Linked DNA regions of Mus musculus: region 2 is linked to region 1. Evidence: chromatin contacts called from public HiChIP or PLAC-seq data. All regions are on one chromosome and are shown on one strand. The core of a region is the stretch at or near the end of the contact, and the rest is flanking DNA. Distances in the headings are between cores, read along the strand shown. Region 1 has its middle 110 kb from the start of Gm51794. Region 2 has its middle 99 kb from the start of Samd5.

Region 1 (6,648 bases), core at 2,708-5,207:
ATGCATCCCATATGACCTGGAGACTCTAAATAGTAAAGGAGGCTACAAATGAATATTTGTCAGGAAGAGAACTTTCCAATAATAAACAATGCATCTTGTCAGAATTTGCTAGAGAAATCTCACTAATACCAAGACTATAAACATCCTAAGGATAGTTAATACAATAATATGCATACTGCTCAACATACACATAGCATATGTGCAACATGACACACATGGTCATAACTGTATTCTTAACTAACAAAAGGTACACATGTATGGAATTGGTGCATATGACTATAGAGACAAGCAAGCCCTGATATCTTCAGGATGAGCTTGCAACTGGTGAACCACCCTTTGGATCCAAGTGCTGTTTAGCGAGAAGGATTTTTTGGGGGAGAGCTGACATTTTGTTTCACATCATTTTTTAATGGGTTGGATGCAGTCCATTCACATTAGAAAAGGCAATCTACTTTATTAGTGCACTAATGTCTTAATTTCATCCATTTGTTCCTTCATTGGAGAAAGAACAAATATCTCAGCCCACTGTGGCACAGTCAAGCTCACATATAACCCTTACATAATGTAAGTAGACATGTAGAAAATTGAAAGCACATATATCTAGACAGTATTTTGCCAAGATGAGACAGACAAATCTGAGTTTGCACAATTCATGTCCTGTTTCTACTTCTGTCTTCTGAGGGCTAAGCCACAAGCCTGATCCTCAAGCTATAACCACCTGACCGATCACTGCAGCAAGTCTGAAAAAAGGGGGTATATAGCTGTAATCCCAGCACTTAGAGCCTAAGGCAGGAGGGTTACTATAAATCTGTGGCCAGCCTGGGCTACATTGTGAGACCCTAATTCAGAAAAACAAATCAAAACAAACAAACAAACAAACAAACAAAAACAACCAACCAACCCAAAATCCTACAAGTCTACAAGTATCAGGAGAGAGACACTTTAACGCCCAAGTCATATGCTCAGTCACAATTGACATCTGGTGGTTGGAACCCATGAGGCCTGTGGCTTCCCGGACTATGGAGGAAAAGCATCACCATTTATTAAAGTGACTATCTTTAGATAAGATGACTTGCCTGCAAGTTCAAGATACAAAGCTAGAGATGTGTCAGGAAGACTCAAGCAGGTGTGAGAAGCAGAAGTATATTTCAGGTAGTTGCCCCTGAGATAGCAGGAAGAAAGCGTCTCAGCAAATTCTAGTTCTAAAAGCTTAGAAGGACAAGGCCACACAGGCTAATATTTCACCACTTCCCCAGTGTATGTGTGTGTGGGGGTGTGTGTGTGCGTGTGTGTGTGTGTTTGTGTGTGTGTGTGTGTGTGTGTGTGTGTGGTGATCTCTCAGCCAAAGCTGGAAGAAGTTGGAAACCTCATTCCATGGAGAGTAAGACAGAGAGTAGTTACAGCACACTTGACTAGTGGGGAGTTTGTGAGAGAGCCCAGTGGTTATAGGGATTCACATCGCTCTTCCCATATGGCCACGACACTTCTTGTCTCTTTGACCTATACAGCTCCAACGGGAATGGTGCCAAAGTAGAGTTTGGGAACAAGAGAGACTAAAGTCTTATATCAAAATGCCAAGCGTTACTTAAAAGGACTGGCTAACCCAATTAACTAAATTAATGCAAAACAAGGCCTAAAGACTCTCCCTGCCTTCCTATCCAATGGGTAAGAGGCTATAGGGCAGGGCAGTAACATTACAGATGAACGTAACACCGTATATGTACACACTGAAGTGCTGTGGGGTGTGAATTTAAAATGCTGGCATATCTCCATTTGTTAAGAACATTAAAAATCCAGTAATAGTCAAAAGGAATGTGCCAGAGAAGAAACCAAGGTTTATTGGTTTTCTTAGAAGAGAAACGCTAGGATTTCAGAAGAGGATCAGTTAAAGCCAAAACCAAAACCACCAGTCATTTCATAGCTAAGACTTAGGAGTGGCTAAGAAGCAGAAAAACACCTTAAATCCAGACACTGAAAAACATAACAGCACTTTTTTGTAATTGATTAGAAGAGGCAATATTGACATGGGTTTTTGGAAAATCAATTCAGCAATACACATTTGGGAAGATCAACATATTCACCACTTCTGATCTGTCCATTCACTTCTCGGAGATTATCCTAAAGATTATCAGAAATGGGGACACATTTAACAATCAGTTGACATGCTCACAATATATGGAAATGCTGGAGGATGGAAAGCTCTTCCCAAGCTCACAGACAGATATGTGTGTACTCGTCTCATTGTCAACACTGCCCACGTGACTTCCTTAATATTCTATGTTGTATTTGAAGATACATTTTTTTTCAGACAACTGGAATATGTCTTGCCATAGTTTAAATCTGTCTTTGAACTTGTGAAGACATGCTGAATAGCTTTGCAAAATTCCTTCATTAAATGAAAAACTTTTATTTGTTTATTTACTTTAGTCCAACGTTTTCTTTCTTCTTTCAGTGCTACTGGGGCTAAGGCTGTTTTACATTGTACATCTCAGGATCAACACTGTTTCCTGTCTGGCTGTGGGCATTCTAGCTGGCCTGACACAGAGAAATGAACGCACAACTGTGCACAACTGCGGTTTCATGAGAGACTCTCCACACGTCTGTGGGTGTAGAAAAGAGTGAGTGGCAGTCTGGTGGGGACACATGTAAAGAGAAGGGACGGGTTGCACTTGGCTGTGTGCAGCTGAATACCTCAGAGGAGGCTGCATGGAGGGCGGCAATCCATCCTCGCAGTTCAGGATCCACAGTTTGTGGTAGAAGGCAGGACAGGAGAGATTAACCTTCCCTTGTAAAACTCTTTTGGAAACGCATGTCCTAAATTGTGTTATTCTCTCTCTCCCCGCCCACGCCCTTTCTCCCTTCCTTCCTCCATCTCTTCTTTCTTCTATCTCTTCCTCCCTCCTTCCACCCCTCCCACTGTCTCTCCCTCCCTCTGTCTCTCCTTTCTTCCCTTCCTCCCTTCCACTCTCATTTTCTTCCCCCTCTCCTTCTCCATCTCCCCATCCCTCCTTTCTCTCTCCCTCTCCTCTTTCTTTTCGTTTTTTTGGAGAAAGTTTTCACATAGTGCAGGTTAGCTTCAAACTCCCCATGCAGACAAGTAAGACTATGTTGGATCCTGCCACCGTGTTTAGGTTTTACAGTGCTGTAGATCAAACCCAGAAACGCAGGACTTGGTGCATGATAGGCAAACACTCTGCCAACTATGCTACATCTCCATCCTCAGACCCCCATCTCTTAATTCTGTGACACGGCAACACCTGGACATCAGAATTGTCACATTTCAACCTTGGTGGACAGTATAAAGCAGGGTTTGAGAGATGAGTAGGCGGGCCACGGTGAGATGGGAGGATGAGGCTACAGAAACATGGGTCAACGTACAGAGGGGATCTGGAGAACAGATACTGAGAGCGTGAAGAGCTCTTCCACATGGTTGTAGGTAGAATACAGAAAAGCTTCCGAGGAGAATGGACGAGTGCTTGGCGGTCAGATCACAAAGGGCTAGGGAGGGACTTCAGATTCTCACCTGTAAACAGCCACGGCTCAGTGAATATGGCAAGTGTTCAGACTTTAGAATTAACCCCAAATGCAGACATTTTGTGGACTACAGCTTTCACGGATCCAATTAGAGGCACAGGCACCATATTTAATGAATGATGGACCCCGAAAGCACAGAAAGGAAGGCCTGCAATCAGAGCAGGAAGGGGTGGGAGGCGGGAGGCGGAAGGCGGGATGTGTCCAATCAGCTCCCTAGTAGCACTTTTTTTTTTTTTTTTTTTTTTAATGAATGGACTCGCACAGCAATTTTTAGGTAGATCCACATTGAAAAACACAGCAAAGGTTTTCTTTAAGTTTTCCCTTTTAAGTAATTAGGTAAATAACTGCCCCAGTTAGGTTTGAGGGAAAAGAAAACAAAAGAAGTCTGGAAGACTCCGCCCCTCACCCGCCCTCCCAACCCTGTGCTGTGCACTGAGCCTCCTTTTCCGCCCGCGTGAGCGAAGGGAGCCGCTTTTGAGAGAGCTGGAGGAGTTTCCAACAGACATCATTATAGCAAGGGAGAGAGAAAATACATTATTACTACTATTATTATTTTTCTACTCTGCAGCTGTGCTTGTCTAGGTATTGGCTAAAGAGAGAAGGGATTTTTTTTTCTTTTTTCCTCACAGACTGTAGCTTCCTGATTACCTAACCTAATGCTTGCTATTTTAGAGACAGCGCAACAGGGGAGCCAGATCTTATCTGTGACAAAGAATAAAGTCTGACTCCAAACAGCCAAATGAAATCCAAAGTTGTCTCCTAGCTACTGATCTTAGTTGGCATCTGAGAAATTCAGTAAATGACACTGATCCCCAGGAGCTAACCCCATGTCCTCTGACCCAGAACATCAAAGGGATTGGGATACACAAGGAAGAGGGGGGAAGCCCAGACCTAAGCTGCAGTTCTAGTTTTGAAAAAAAAAATTTTGATTAGAACGATAATAAAATTATGCGCAATGAAGGACATAGAAAAATTGGGAAAAGCTACCCTAGAAATGACATTATTTGTTTCTAAAACACACACAGACACGAATACAAACATACAAATAGACACAGATATAGCATATACACACATAGACACGCACACATATACAGAAACATGCACATACACAGAAACACACACATCACAGACATGTGCATATGCAGCACATACACATAGACACTCAGATACACACAGACACAACACATACACACATATACAAATACACAACACATACACATAGACACACACAAAGATAGACATAGCACAGACACAACACATACACACAGACATAATAAGACGCACAGACACACAGATATAAAACATACACACATATACAAATACACAGACACCACACACACACACACACACACACACACACACCTCCAAATAGGGCTCTGGCTTGGCTTACCTACCAAATAAAATGTTAGATAGATTTTTACCTCTTTTCTCATTTGGTTTAGTTCTTGCAGCTAAAGCCCTGCTTGTTCGGTAGATTTCAGAGTACAGGAAAATGACAAAAGCTTTCTTCATAAGGAGTCCAGGGGAAAGCAGGAGGGGAGAACTGAAATGATCCCACCACTCATTACTTGCTTGGACTAAGTAAGCATAGGGGATGAACCAAAAGACCTAATAATTAGTTTTTTAAGTAAAAATTTTCTGATTGAAAAGGGCAAGGCTGAAGAATAGAAGGGGCAGCAGATATAGCTTCTAACTGGAAGCGTTTAAGAAACACCTTATAATGATGGCTTCTGCCAGTTTGAAGGCCAGCCCAGAGTTAGAATGAAAGTGAAATCTATCCCTAGAAGACCTTTGATCAGCCACCACCCCCTGACAGAGTAAGCCCGTGCAGACACAGAAGCACTCCATCCTGGCATGGCGGAGAGAGCCCTACCACCACTCAATTAGACAAAAGGTGACACCCTGGGGTTTATAATTCTAGAGGAGCCCCGGCTAATTTATGCACCTGCCAGTGTGTGCCATGCCAAGTTAGAATCTCTTTTAACATTTTCATATACTTTCCTTCAAAAGTATTCATATTTATGAATGCCGGCTTGGTAATGCTATTCTCCTGCAGAGAAAAAGGAAATGTGTTCATCTTAGCATTTGTGCCTGCTTCCTCTACTTTCCTTCTTGTTTTAATTAACAATTGCTCAGTGCCCCAAGGGCTGTCATTAATTAAAAGATTAAAAAAAAAATCCTCCAGGAATAAGTAGGGCTGGTGTTTTCTTCTAACAAAACAAAACAAAACACCCCCCCAAAACAAAACCCAAACAAAAAAAAAACCCCAACACCCCCCACCCCCTGCCCAAAACAAAACAAAACCTAAAACCCGTGTTTGTTTTGAAGCTTGAGCTTGAATAGGGTTTTCCTTCAGAAGGTCCTTTCCTTGTGAGTAAATTCCTGTCCAAGTGATTTGGTGGTAGATCTTATGCAAATGGGAATTTCCAGTATAGGAAATAAAACACTTTTGATGTTTTATTAATTCCCGCTTTGCTTAGAGTTTGGTGAGTGAGTTTTCACACCATGGGCACGAGGCTTTGGTTGGAAAGAATACAGACGTCTGCGGCTGTTGCATTGGGAAAATGTGCAGGTTGGTTGATTCCTTTTTTTGTCATTGTTTAAGAAGTTTAATAAAAATCACCGATGGAAGCAGATTGAGGCAGGAGATGGGGCTTCAAGCAATTAGGCTGTAACTTACACTAATTACTATCTTGACCACTGATGGATTCTTCTTCTTTTTTTCTGCCTTTAGTCTATGAAAAAAACAGATTAAATAAGAGACCATAAAGGGACCAAAATGATTGCAAAGGTGGCTTAATGAAAAAAGAATAAAATGTTCTGCGGTTTTATGGAAGGTTATAAACCTTATGAAGTGAGCTATTTTCAGAGGATAAAATGCTGTTCTAAGAGTCACCCAAAACCTTCACCAATTGCAGGGATAGCAGTGTTTCCACTACCAAGGTCATCAGAAGATGTTCATAATAGTTTATTGTGGTTTAAATCCCTTGAAATTCTTTGGGTACATGTGAATGTATGTGTGTGTTCAAGTGCAGATGCATGTGTGTACCCATACACTATGTGCACAGGTATGTGCAGGTCAGAAAACAATTTTGACCTTGCTTCTTTCTCAGG
Region 2 (6,648 bases), core at 1,970-4,469, 460 kb after region 1:
ACCAAGTGAGTAAGCAAGGCTTTTGTTAAAATTCAGCCCAGTTAAAAACACCCTAATGAGCAGCTTCCAGGTCCCAATCCTTCACTTTCCTAATGCATTCCATTTTGGTTGAATTTACTCCCTCTGAGACCTGCAGCTTCCAGATCCTCCAGGCACATTGTCATCAAAGTGACAAAGCTCAGACCTTATTTCCCACTTCATACTTTGTTTCCCTCAGAAGACTTGTTGCAAGCAAGAACAGTTTCATGATTTCCTCCAGTGAAAGTGGCCTAACAGGAAGATCAGTCATGGAAATAACAAAGATGGTATCAGGTCTCTCAATCTCTACCGCCTGGAGCAGGCTCTGCAGGGGACAGGCAGGACCCCGTAATATTTACTACAGTTCAAAGCACGCCATATGTCCCCAAATCTGGAAATGCATTGTTTATATTAAAGTCCTTTGACATTTGAATAATGAGTTTAGCATTGAAGGTGTTTGTCATATGTGGCTAGTTATTCAGCAAGACCCTGCTATGTCCAAAGGAAAAAGCTGCCACAGTAATCAAGGTAAACGATGTGTTCTAGCGTGACTGTGGAACACATCAGGACTCCTCCTGCTTGTTGTCCTCCCCTTTCCCAGATCCACATTTATAAACTATCACCTCATAAACCGGGCTGCTCATTAAGCTGGTCAGAATGACTATTTAAGAATGCGGGCTCTGATCTAAGTAGCCTCAGGTGAGGGTGGTCTTTCCTGAACCAGAGGTGTGGTTGGACAGTGGCTCTGAGTCCTGAGCAGTAGAGAAGGAGCTGCCTCCTGGCAGTGTAGCATCCTCTGACCCAGTGCAGCCCTTCCTGAGACTCACCGCCTTTCTACCCTTGTCCTGGGGCTTGCATTGAGCTCTCTTTGAATCTGAAGTTAACTCAAATTGTTCTCGGTGGCGTTCATAGCGTAGTGTGGTAGTGAGAGTCCTGCCCATCCTGGGAGATGTTACTACCAGGAGAGCAAGAAGGAAAAGATAAAAGAGTGTGTTGCAAGTATTCCCATCAGAAAGGAGGTTACATTAGTGTCAAGAGATAGATGCATTAAGCAGCTTTAATTAATAATTCTATGTGGTCTTTCTAAGTGATAACAAGAGCACCTCATTGCCTTGCATGTGTGTGGTGGGTTCAGAGTTTAGCATGCATGTCGAGGCCAGAAGACTTTGAGGTGTTACTCTAAGAGTCACCCACCTTGGTTTTTGAGGCAGTCTCTCACTGGTCTGGGACTCACCAAGCAGACTAGGCTAGCTGACCAGCAAGCTGAGAAGATCTACTTGTCTCTGCCTTCTAAGCACTGGGGTTTCAAGAGTGCACTACCCCATCTGGCTTTTACAAAACATGGCTTCTGGGAAGCAAACTCAGGCCCTTGTGTATCTCTTGTAGTCTATTGTACTTGTCGAAAGGACTAGTTCTTTCCTGTTCTCAGACTATTACTGATGGGCTCAAGCCAATCCTAAGTCATTCAATGGAGCCAGAAAATAGCTTTGACTTGGCCAGACAGAATGATGTCACTTGACCCTTATAAACATTCTCTCACCCTCCAGGCTCAAACTCCAGTGCCACTGTCCCCAACTTCACTCCTTCTATCTCCGGCCTCCATTCTGATTGGCACATTGCTTCCTTCCTCTTAAATCAAGTCCCTCCTGCATCCTCCCAACCTTGGGCTCCCATTGTTGTCATCTTACAGAATGTCTGTTTCTTGTGAAACTTCTAAACCATCGCCTCAGGTCTTCTCATTGCCACCCCCTCTTTCCTTGTAGCCTGAGAAGTATGTGGGCATGTCTATAAAGCTCTACTGAGGTGACGTCATTCTGTTTTGCTTCTGGCACTTGCACTAACTCACTCACTTAGCCTGACATCAGAGACCCTGTGTGATGACAAACCAACACACATTTCCCAGTGCCGACTGGGACTGGCAGGTAGGCTCATTTGCTACTGTTCTGCATGTATGTGGGGGAGGGAAGAGAAGAGTTGGGGAGGAGGGAGGGAGAGATATGAATCTTTATTCTATCTTGTTCTTTCTCCTTTTTATCTTCGACTTCTTTTGGGTTTTGTTGTTGTGTTGTTTTGTTTTTAGGACAGAATCTTACTCTGCAACCAAGGTTGATCTTGAACTGGTAGCAATTCTCCTGCCTCTGACTCCTAAGTGCTGGGACTATAATCATAAAACTGCCACACCTCATTTCTTGTGTGTCCCCTCTATCTTCACACATACACAATCACAATGGCCACATCTCACCCACTTAGAAGAAAGTTTTCTTACTGTCTTACAGCAGGCCTATCCAGAGTTCCCTCTGATGTCATATTCTTAGTACAACAACCCTGATAAAGTTCAAGGTCAGCCAAGACCCTGCAACAAGCTGCCTGCCAAAGGCATAGCCATGAACTTCTCCAAGATCCAACACACTGGTGACAAATCTGTGCTCAGAAGTCTGCTTCATGCAGTCTCCCAACGTCCGGTGTATGGCCCTCTCTCAATAATTTATCTCATGCATTTACTAATGTGGCCTCGAAGCATAACTAGCTATATCTGGCTCTTATCCATCCCTCTATATAATCTTTGAAGGCAACCCTGTCCAGGCTTTGTACACGAAGTAAATAGGTCTTATAGAAACAAGAATGCAAACCATCTGTGGAGAAGCAGTTTGGACAACAGAGTTCAGGAGAGAGGTCATGGCCAGTGCCCTGAGGGGTTCTTCAGGCATAAGATGGACACTAGACTGAGCAGATGAGACATGGTCCGTGGACGGGGGGTGAGGTGGAAGTGAAGGAGAGCAGGGTTTGCAAGGCATTGCCCCATCAGCACAGGCTGAGGAAAAGTGACGGTGATATAGGCAGAGTTAGTTCACGGAAGGGGAGGGATCTGCAGGGCTTCCCTAAGCAGAGGCTGAGCACCGTGGTACTGAGAAAGAACAGTGTGGTTGCTCTTTCCAGCAAGAGCTCTCCATGGGTCCCAAGGCCAAACACCAATGTTCAATACATTTTGACTCAATACATTAAACTTCCTGTAGAAAATGTAACAATTCAAACGGTAATAACGTGTCTCCTGACCATAAAATTAGAAAATTATGCCAGTGAACTAGAAACCCAGAACCTTATTGTTTACCAGGATTCCACGGAGGGTGTATAAGACCCAGCCTTAGGGAGAGGGGGCTATAGAACAGAGAGGACTTGAAATGAGGCCACCGGGGTAATCACCACTAGGTGGCGCACTCCATTGTTTGCTAAGCCTCTGACTCACTGTGCCAACCACTCCAGACACCAGGAAAGGAAGATACAGCCAATAGGTCCATGGAGGCTGAGTGGGGCAAAGAGAGTACCCCAATCTCTCTGCTGCTGGCTCCCAGAATGTTCTGCTTTGCAAACCACTCTGAAGACAACTGCTCTTAGAAACTACTGAGGGCAGAAAGTGGATCATTTCACCGCTGGTAACACTAAAGACAGAAAGTGGGAGACTTTTGTAAGCAGTGCCTGGGAGTGTCTTACAGATGGCCTATTCACCCAGGATCTGAACACAGAACTCAGAATTCATCGTTACTCCGGGTCAATGAGTGTTTCATTTCTGTCAGGGTATGAAAACCAAACGACTCCATTTTTTCCTTTGTACCTTGGCTACTAGGAAATTAGATCTACTCGTGCAATGTTCTTTAAGTACTTAATTCATTCTACCTACATAGTATCTTTCTAATTGTCACATTATAGAGTTAGTCTTTTATGTTTTTAAAAAAGATAAAATGAGGAAGGCCTCATCTTTGAATCATTTGAAACTAAAAACCTTAAATTTAACCTTATTTTTATTTTTAACAGTGTCATACGTGTATATAATGAATTTTAATAATTTTTTTTTGCTCCCTAACACCCTCTCTAACCCCACCTCATTCTCCTTCAGAAACCCTTCTTCCAGATACATATCAGCACACTCATACCCGTCACCTCCGCAGAGATACTTTCTCCTTGAAAGATAAGAAGTGATGTTAAAACATGAATAATCCAATCGACTGAACCAAAGACCCACGTTTCTTTGAAGAGATAGCGGCACAGGTGCAAGCATGTTGCTCCAATGGCTTAGCAGCAAGTGGGATGCCCATGAGAACCAGCGTGGACAGTTTCTTTATTTACTGTGCTCCGGGGTGACACTGGCCCTGGGGGGGGGGGGTGACGTCACACGGGGTAGATCAGAAATGGGTTCTCAGCTCAGCAGCTGCTCAGGCTGATAAGATAGGCATCAGAGCCGGGTGTTGATGGTCCTGTCCACTTTGGCTCCCTTCCATCGTGGCAGGGAAGACATGGATGGTGGCTTTTTGCCATCTACAGCCAGGAACCATGGAGATGACGATGGTCTCAGTTCACTTTCCCCCTCATTCCATCTTACTCCATCACAGCCTAACGTGAGAGATGGTGCCATTTCCAGGTGAGCCTCTTATTAAAGCTCTCTTTGAACATCCTCATGGACACTCCAGGAGGTTGATGTAGGTGATTCTAAATCCCTCATGTCAACAATCTCAATCAACCACCACACAACTCTTCACAACATGGCTACCCAGGGGGCGCTGTCTTCCTGAGCCTCTGCACTCCACAGACTCTGGCAGTCCTGCTCTTCATGACTGGTTCTCTTTTAACGTCCTATACCTGCAGCACAGCTCCAACCAGCAACCTGGGAAAGCCCTGGGCCCCAAGAGTTCCACTTGCCTCCTGCTAGTCCCCAGGAACCTCACCTGGATACTCCCACTCCTCCTTAAGGGTTACCCATGTCCCTTCATGGGACATCCCCGGCACTGAGCCAGGTCTTCATCTTTGGGTTTAAACAAAGGCCTGTTGACAACTCCTGTTGGTTCCCTCTGTCTACCATCCTCTGATGTCTGAGCAGCTGGCTGTGTCAGAGATCTGTGTGCCTAGAATATTCCCAGCACTCAATAAATGTACAGGAAGTTGTTGTTGGCACTATTGTTTCACCTTCAGCCTTAGTTAGATCAGTAACTCACCTATAAAATAGAGGTTCTGGGGCTACTGGGAGGATTCAGTGAATATAGACATAATGAACAGAATGTTCTCCCATATTCTAAGCACTTGATACAATTTTAGCTTTTTGATAGGCTAAATGAGTATTGGAGTAATGATAGAGTCAGCATTAAAATTTAAATTCTTCACTTACCTAGTGAGGTTTCTTTTTCTTTTAAATAATTTCGCATTCAATCCACATCAACAAGCCAGTGTGGTACGTTATAGCAAATACAGATTGTTATTGCACAAGGCACCCACCAGTCACAGACAGACCTATGACATCACTAGACATATGTCCTGTATGGAGGGGTAAGAACCAAATTTCTTTCCCACTGGCCCTAGGCTCACTCCTAGAACTCAGGACAGCACAGGGAGTTTAGTAAGTGATGTGGAAAAAGCAACCTCGTACCCGGATGTAACCCAGGATCTGTTTCTGGCATCTGCTAGCGCAATTTTAATTAGCTTCCAGAACAGATACCACCATGGGGCTGATGCTGCACTTGCCATTTAAAGCACGGTGGGGTGACTTTGTTTCATAAAGCCATGCTGGCTGCTTAGATTGGAGAGTACACCACGTTTGTGAAGATGAAAATGATATCATTATGCTCTAAGGAGAGTCTATAAGTTTTACAAGCCAATTCCAATGGTCAACGAATCAGAAAAGCTGTTTCCCTCCCCACCACCCCCGCTGCCCCCAAGGCTGACTCTTGCAATTCTTTGGGGCCTGTTCATGACGACCAATGCCAAAAATAGAACCAGAGAGGAGGTCCTGCTTCCTCAGAAGCTTCTGAGTGCTTCCCATCAGCGTGTCAAGACGGACAACACTGTGGGAAAATAACTCTTCCCAGTATCCGATAACTCTGTGGACATCCTAATTGCAGGATGGCATCCTTTCAGACAAAAAGTGGGATTCCCCAGCTGAATGGCTGTCTACACTGTACCACCTCACATAACTGAGATACACCAAAGCTAAGAGGAGGGAACTCGCTGGGGGCATGGCTCGAAGCTCCAGTGTTGGCCTAGCGTAGTTGAAACTCTGGATTCCATCCCTAGATCCACAAAAACAGAGAAGGAAAAAAAGAAAAAAGACCCCCCAGGCTGGAAGACATAGATTCCTCTGGTGATTTTTAACTAGCTTTATCTAATAGGGATTTATTTAACAGTAAAAAAGAGACCCCGGAACTCTTGACTCTAGCTGCATATGTATCAAAAGATGGCCTAGTCGGCCATCACTGGAAAGAGAGGCCCATTGGACACGCAAACTTTATATGCCCCAGTACAGGGGAACGCCAGGGCCAAAAAATGGGAATGGGTAAGTAGGGAAGCGGGGTGGGGGGGAGGGCGGGTATGGGGGACTTTTGGGATAGCATTCTAAATGTAATTGAGGAAAATACATAATAATAAAAAATTTTTAAAAAAAGAGACAACAAATGTTACCCACTGCTCTGCCTACCACTGTATATTCTGTTACAATATGGCAGCATATGAACAGAATTGATCAGTTCAGAGAGCAACAAACAGTGTGTGTGTGTGTGCGTGTGTGTGTGCGTGTGCATGTGTGTGTGTGTTGGTATTGCTTTTGCAGCAGAGAGCCCTAGAAAGAAGGAAGGGAGGAGAGCCATGACT

The links. HiChIP or PLAC-seq counts read pairs in DNA pulled down with a chosen protein or histone mark.
Region 2: an H3K4me3 HiChIP or PLAC-seq map of embryonic midbrain shows a contact between it and region 1, with 5 times the contacts expected there. The contact joins two enhancer-like sites. A contact is called at or near these places in 2 of 115 datasets of contacts at active chromatin or transcription factors (embryonic midbrain and embryonic stem cells).

The regions. Positions count from the first base shown.
Region 1 is chr10:9,114,089-9,120,736 of GRCm38.p6, forward strand. No RefSeq gene overlaps it. Among named protein-coding and RNA genes, the nearest start is that of Gm51794, 110 kb to the left of the region's middle. Within about 2 kb of position 3,958, at least 62 of the 459 cell types and tissues checked have an H3K27ac peak or open chromatin away from gene starts, as enhancers often do.
Region 2 is chr10:9,572,537-9,579,184 of GRCm38.p6, forward strand. It overlaps a transcript of Samd5 not described here. Among named protein-coding and RNA genes, the nearest start is that of Samd5, 99 kb to the right of the region's middle. Within about 2 kb of position 3,220, at least 8 of the 459 cell types and tissues checked have an H3K27ac peak or open chromatin away from gene starts, as enhancers often do.